Regions from separate parts of the Arabidopsis thaliana genome. Here region 1 is linked to region 2. A link is a contact called in public capture Hi-C data. All regions are on one chromosome and are shown on one strand. The core of a region is the stretch at or near the end of the contact, and the rest is flanking DNA. Distances in the headings are between cores, read along the strand shown. Region 1 holds the start of AT2G44940 (Integrase-type DNA-binding superfamily protein). Region 2 holds the start of AT2G44798 (a long non-coding RNA gene).

Evidence for each region. Capture Hi-C pulls out chosen DNA fragments and counts their contacts.
Region 1: a contact with region 2 is called in a capture Hi-C map of seedling, with 1.7 times the contacts expected there. The contact joins the promoter of AT2G44940 here to the promoter of AT2G44798 in region 2. A contact is called at or near these places in 1 of 26 Hi-C or Micro-C datasets (rosette leaf) and 1 of 3 other capture datasets (seedling).

What each region holds. Positions count from the first base shown.
Region 1 is chr2:18,535,655-18,539,058 of TAIR10.1, forward strand. It overlaps AT2G44940 (Integrase-type DNA-binding superfamily protein), which reads left to right and starts at 1,523. Exons shown (of 1, transcript NM_130059.4): 1 at 1,523-2,825. The coding sequence starts at 1,640. The coding sequence ends at 2,527.
Region 2 is chr2:18,469,662-18,472,869 of TAIR10.1, forward strand. AT2G44798 (a long non-coding RNA gene) reads right to left here and starts at 1,616. Exons shown (of 3, transcript NR_140775.1): 1 at 1,109-1,616.

The sequences.
Region 1 (3,404 bases), core at 273-2,772, 66 kb after region 2:
ATGGGGTCAATATTCCTCAATCAACTAAAAAGATTCTAAATGAACAATAGCCACACTTTCCTGAAGTGGACAGTACTAAGCTACTAGCTCGATTTATTTCACAACTATGAGCATATATAGAGAATCTGTGCCTGCATGTGTATATGTACATATACTGTACACATAATTACATATACGTGTTAATAATGTCGTTCATTAATTGTTCAATGAATTCTTTTATAATAACAACTGGGGGAAATAATTAAATGGAAGGAGTATTTTCTATTTATTGTGGTGGCCAATGGCCATATATACAATAAATATCAAGTAAAGTGGTTTCCTAATTAATTATAATGGCGCCGAATCGAATATGACGTACTAACAGTCTTACACAGATACAATAACATATATATAGTTACGTTCTATACATATTCCTTCACATAAATTTGATATGGTACGTGTACGTTTTATATTAAATACCTAGACCCATTCGTATTAATTAAAATCTAATGACGTGGACAGCCATCTCAATTATGCTTTCATGCCTTTATTTTTCCTCTCGAGAAGGAAACAAAAAGCTTAATGACATTTAATTATGAAATTAATTAATTGAAAGAGATGGCTTAATGCTTTGGTCAAGGAGGCTAGGTGTGAATCTTGTGTTTCTTTATTTTATTACTCCTAGTGTATACTCGACTTATTTACGGCACGTGTAAACAAATACCTCGAGCCGACATGTAATTTGATTATTTGGACATAATTAGTTACTGTCGTAAGTCGTTAACTAGGTTATTTACTCGAAAAAAGTGACGTTCTTTTAATTTAGAAAACAAAAACTCTGACAAGTCTTTTAATAGACCCCAATAATATAGGGTTTTGGGGTTGGGGTTTGATAATGTTCTTTCAAATTTAAATTAATTATTTTAAAATCGCCCATTATCGTTTAACCTTTTTTAATTACGTATAGTATATAGATTAATATATACTTAAAATTTTTAGTCTGATAATGAAAATTCCGAAACAACATTTGTGTATGGGTTCTATCCGAGTCTTGGCATTGTATTCGTACTCTATTTCTTAATTTAACCAATCTAACATATTTACGAAAAAGAAAAAACTCTACGAGAAATAGAAATTAGAATAGATGCTAAATTTTTATAAATGACGACGTGACACTAACTCCAATTTTGTTTGGACGAATAAAAGTAGAAGATGGGAAATTCATGTGTTAAGAGGTGACGCACATGCACGAGGGTCGGGCCATATTAGACTAAAAGTAAAAAAAAAAAAAGTTTAAACGACTTGCCATGCAATTAATTTTTGTTCTTTTTTCCCTCAATAAAATACATAATATTTTTCCTTTTAATAACAAAATTGTTGTGTATGTACATAATAAATAAAACCATGTTGTTTCAATTTATTTTCACATGGAACAAAACTGGTTCGCTGAAACTGTGAATCTCAATAATATCTTTTTTGTTCTATGGACCCCATTCCATACTGCCTCCTTCGTTTTATTATAAAGAAAAAACATTATATTTTTTTCCATATAATATGAAAAAGCCAAAGAAAAAAAAAAGATTGTGGAGGAATATTAATACAGCCCACTTCACATCTATTTTTGTGCAACCATCTCTCTAAAGCTTCTTCTCTCATAACAATGGCAAGACAAATCAACATAGAGAGTAGTGTTTCTCAAGTTACCTTTATCTCCTCCGCCATCCCCGCCGTATCTTCCTCCTCCTCCATCACCGCTTCCGCCTCATTGTCCTCTTCACCTACTACATCTTCCTCTTCTTCGTCATCAACAAATTCTAACTTCATTGAGGAAGACAACTCTAAAAGAAAAGCATCTCGAAGATCATTGTCATCGTTAGTCTCCGTTGAAGACGATGATGATCAAAACGGTGGAGGTGGGAAACGGCGAAAGACCAACGGTGGAGATAAACATCCGACGTATAGAGGAGTGAGGATGAGGAGTTGGGGAAAATGGGTGTCGGAGATTAGAGAGCCGAGAAAGAAATCAAGAATCTGGCTCGGGACTTATCCAACGGCTGAGATGGCAGCTCGAGCTCATGACGTAGCGGCTTTAGCCATTAAAGGTACAACGGCTTACCTCAATTTTCCCAAGTTAGCCGGCGAGCTTCCTCGTCCAGTCACAAATTCTCCTAAAGACATTCAAGCCGCCGCCTCTTTAGCGGCCGTTAACTGGCAAGATTCGGTCAACGATGTGAGTAATTCTGAAGTGGCTGAAATAGTTGAAGCCGAGCCGAGTCGAGCCGTGGTGGCTCAGTTGTTTTCTTCGGACACAAGCACGACGACGACGACTCAGAGTCAAGAGTATTCGGAAGCTTCGTGTGCTTCGACTTCGGCGTGTACGGACAAAGACAGTGAGGAAGAGAAGCTGTTTGATTTGCCGGATTTGTTTACCGATGAGAATGAGATGATGATACGAAACGATGCGTTTTGCTACTACTCGTCCACGTGGCAGCTTTGTGGAGCCGATGCTGGGTTTCGGCTTGAAGAGCCGTTTTTTCTATCTGAATGACTAAAGTACCCCTCTCGAGAGAGCTCTCACTAACACTTTATTAGTTTGCCATTTACTTCTTCTTCATTTTCTCTATTTACGTTTGATATTTTTTTTTCTTTCCAACTTGAGTGATATTGATTTTTTGTAAAGAAACAATTTCTTTTTTTTTTCCTAGCAAAATCGTGTTTGTGTAATATAAATGTGGTGATAACATGTTGAAATATTGCAGAATAATATAATGTAGCCTTACAAAAATCGTTTGAGAGTATTTTTTAGACCCTATTATTGTTAGAATTCAATATGATTTATTCACAAACATTCTCATTTATCAAATACTTATTCTGTCAATATCAATACATTTTAGCCTAGTTAATCAGTAATAAAAATAACATATACTCCCTCTATTTTTTTTTTTTTGATTGTTTAGAAAAAAAAATTGTTTCTAAAAGATTGATTTTTTAAGTTTTCCATATAATATTTATTGGTTAGTATTGATAAATTGTAATTTTCAAGAAAAATAGTTAATTATCATTGGTTTAAAGTTATAGAAAACTGTAAAACACTAAAAATAATACATTTATAATCAACATTTAATATCTTTTCTTAATATATGTGTTTTTTCTAAACAATCAAATAAAAAGGTACAAATGGAGTACATATTAGTGATTTAGTACATCCTTTTCTTCAAACTAGTTCTATCTAGTTACCGGCAACCGCAATTACTAAGGATTTTGCTCTCTCTCTCTCAAGTCCATTTATCGATTACTATTTGAATTAGTAAAATTTGCATTTTAAATGTATTTCACTTGTTGACAAAGATCGTTATATTGTTCGCTTAGTACATACTTAATTATTACCAACATTAACTAAGATGCATATTTGTAAAGAGCATCAT
Region 2 (3,208 bases), core at 366-2,865:
ATATATTTTTTTGAACTTTCCTAAATTTTCTTGAATATTATTATAAATGAAATTATACAAATACATTTTTTTTTTAATTATACAAATACATTTCGACTGATAGTATTCATCAAAGTAATCAGTAACCTACGTACTTACCAAACGCTAAGATATTAACAGCCTGTTTGCGGTTAAAAAAATGGCTTCGACATATATACAACATCCTTAAGAGAAGAAAAAATTACACTCGACATAATTAATAACTACTGTTTATAGAAACAAAATTTTGGCAGAAAAATATAGACATAGCGCAAAATGCTAATGCCAAATACCAATGTTAGCAAATTCAAAATTTCACTTTTAAAATAAATATTTATCAGACGAAACAAACAAGAAATGTAAATGGCAAAGAATATTTATACGTAGGTTTAGATCCTTCCTTTTTTAAACGCAGTTTACTACTTCGAACAATATCAGCAATACAATATGATAAAATCAAGCACTTTTTCAAAATTTGGCTGATACCTTATATATCTATATAACAATAGCTCTGATCTTGCAAAATTTGTTACTACATGAAAATTTATTAATTCCCACACATCGTGTAGTAAGAAAACAAAAACAAACAACCAAGCAAAACCAATAACAAAAAACATAATTAGCTGTTAAGTTTCATTCTCACAAATCAGTTTTTCGGCAAAGACTAGTATAAATACAAGAGGATTCATAAACTAAAACATCTACCATGAGAGAAAAATTAAAACAATTGAAATATGAGTTCCAAATTCCGAAAACAAACCCTTAAAATCCTTGCATTTAAATTCACACTCAATCTAAAACAAAACTCTTGTGTTCTTCACTTTGCAAACCATTAAAATAATTATAACTTAAAATCATTTTGGTGTAAAAAGGATCATATATTTAGATTCAAAAAAAAAAAGGATCATATATTTATGAACAGAATTTTTTTTTTAAAACAATTTAAAAACGAACAAATCAATGAATCCCAATGTACATATTTTTTAAAAAAAAATCTTGGCAAAAAAATAGCCATTGCGCAAACTGCAAATGACATATCAGAGTTTCATTCTTTTTTAATCAACCATTTATTTCTCTAAATTTGGCTTACCTTGGTATAAGACTAGCTCTGATCACTTGGTCTTGCAATGTAAACTACATGCAAAATTATTAATTCACACACGTACGGGTGTAGTAAGGACAGAAAAGAAACAAAAAAAATTAAAGATAGTTATCTGTACATTGCGTACTCAAATTCAGAGTAAAATAAATAAAGGACGATTAAACTAAAAAATTTGGATAAGAGTGAAAAAAAATAAAATTAAAATCTTTAGTTCCAAATTACGCAAGAGAAAAAGAATAAAAACCCTTAAACTCCTTGAATTTTAAATTTGCTAAAACAAAACTATTGCTTTTTTTCACTTTGCAAAACATAAATATCACATTGTATAGAACATAAAATCATAATGGCGTAAAAAAGATCATATATAAACGAAGGAACATTAAAAGAAAAAACAAATCAATAGGATGAAGTTTGTTGAAGCTAAGATGCGAAATCTCCAGCTCGGAATTGAATATATATCTGCATTTGAGCAAGAGTAGTGTCTAAGTACGTACGTACCTACATGCATTCGGTGTATATAAATATATATACTAGTCTTGATCATCCATTTTCAAGATATATGAATAATTTATAAGTGCAAGGAAATCAGCAGGCGAGCATGAAACTATCTCGGTTTCAACGGCGCATAGTACACAAGTTGAACAAAATCAGCTCTTGTTATATAATTAGTATAAAATATAAATACATGAATGCGTTTTGGCAACATTATGCGTCATTCCACCAATAGAGTTGTTATAAGCATACAAGGTCAACAAAATATTTTAAAGACTTTTTCAGTTTTTTGTATTCATATGTTTTTATTTATAGTTTAGCCCATTTGCCACGGGAAATCTGGTTCCATACTTGCATGGTATATTTTATGATATTACACACAAAACCGGATAAAGATTTTACAACTTGTTTCGCTTTTATTTAATATTTTTGTTTGTTTCTTTACATAGGAAATATAACTCTAATTGAACTACTTTACATAACTATTAATACATCCTACTTCGCGTTTTAAATTGTTAATGCTATATACAAAGAACCAACCAAAGGCGGTTCGAGGGGAGACGTAAGAGACAGTACAAGTTTCGTCTATTTTGGTAAAGAAAATCATATATACACAGTTTTTGTCGCTTTGTAGACACTAGACAGAACTTTATAACATGCAAAAGTGAGTATTTAATGTATTTGACACAGGCACCGTATATAGTAGATTCTATTTATTTTGTTATGTTTTAGAATCTTCCCAAAACAGGAAACAACGTACGATACGATAGTTTTGCGAATACCACTGTCCTGAGGCAAGTACACTGGTCATACTGGTCATATTTAATTACTTTAACATATACGGAGTATCATAAGTAAAAGTTAGCAATACATGGTCAGAGAATATTAATACTCGTAGCGATCAAATCCTTTGAACTCTGCTTTATTTCAGAGCTCCTAAAAGTATATCCTTATCCACTCTGTTTCATGCATGACGAGAAGCGTTATTTGACACAAGACAATGCGCCAATTTTATTTTATTTTTTTTCTTTGTATAAGCAAAGGATTTTAGCCTAATTTTACACTGATCTTTTGAAATATGCATGTGAAAAAATCAAATTATATTATTACAACGTTTATGATGATGAAACGTAATAAATAAATTGAAAGGAATCAAACTCTAATATAAACTCTTCAAATAGATTTCAATGACTTTTCAGCAAAAATAAATTCTTAATAAGGGCTATCATGTTCATGCATGAAATGTTCCATACAAGATTAACGGTTTTTGGTTTTCATTAACTAAAAGACTCAATGTTTATGAAAAAGTGCTAACAATATTATTAGTTGTCGACAAACGCTTCAAATTTGAATATTAAATCGTTGGTGGTCATCATGAGATGTACCATGTAGTTTGTTAATTTTGAGATATATAGCGTTAACTCGCTTTCACATTTTCGACTCCTATTTGAAACAAAATCATATACGGGTAGACATATTTATGGTTTTAGTCGAGTAATTTCCGCCGACTATTTTACCCCAAAATTAGACGAGCATTGGTTCAGATCTTTTTTTAGAAAAATGAAAGCTAAATATTAGTTCTACACTTTTGTATCT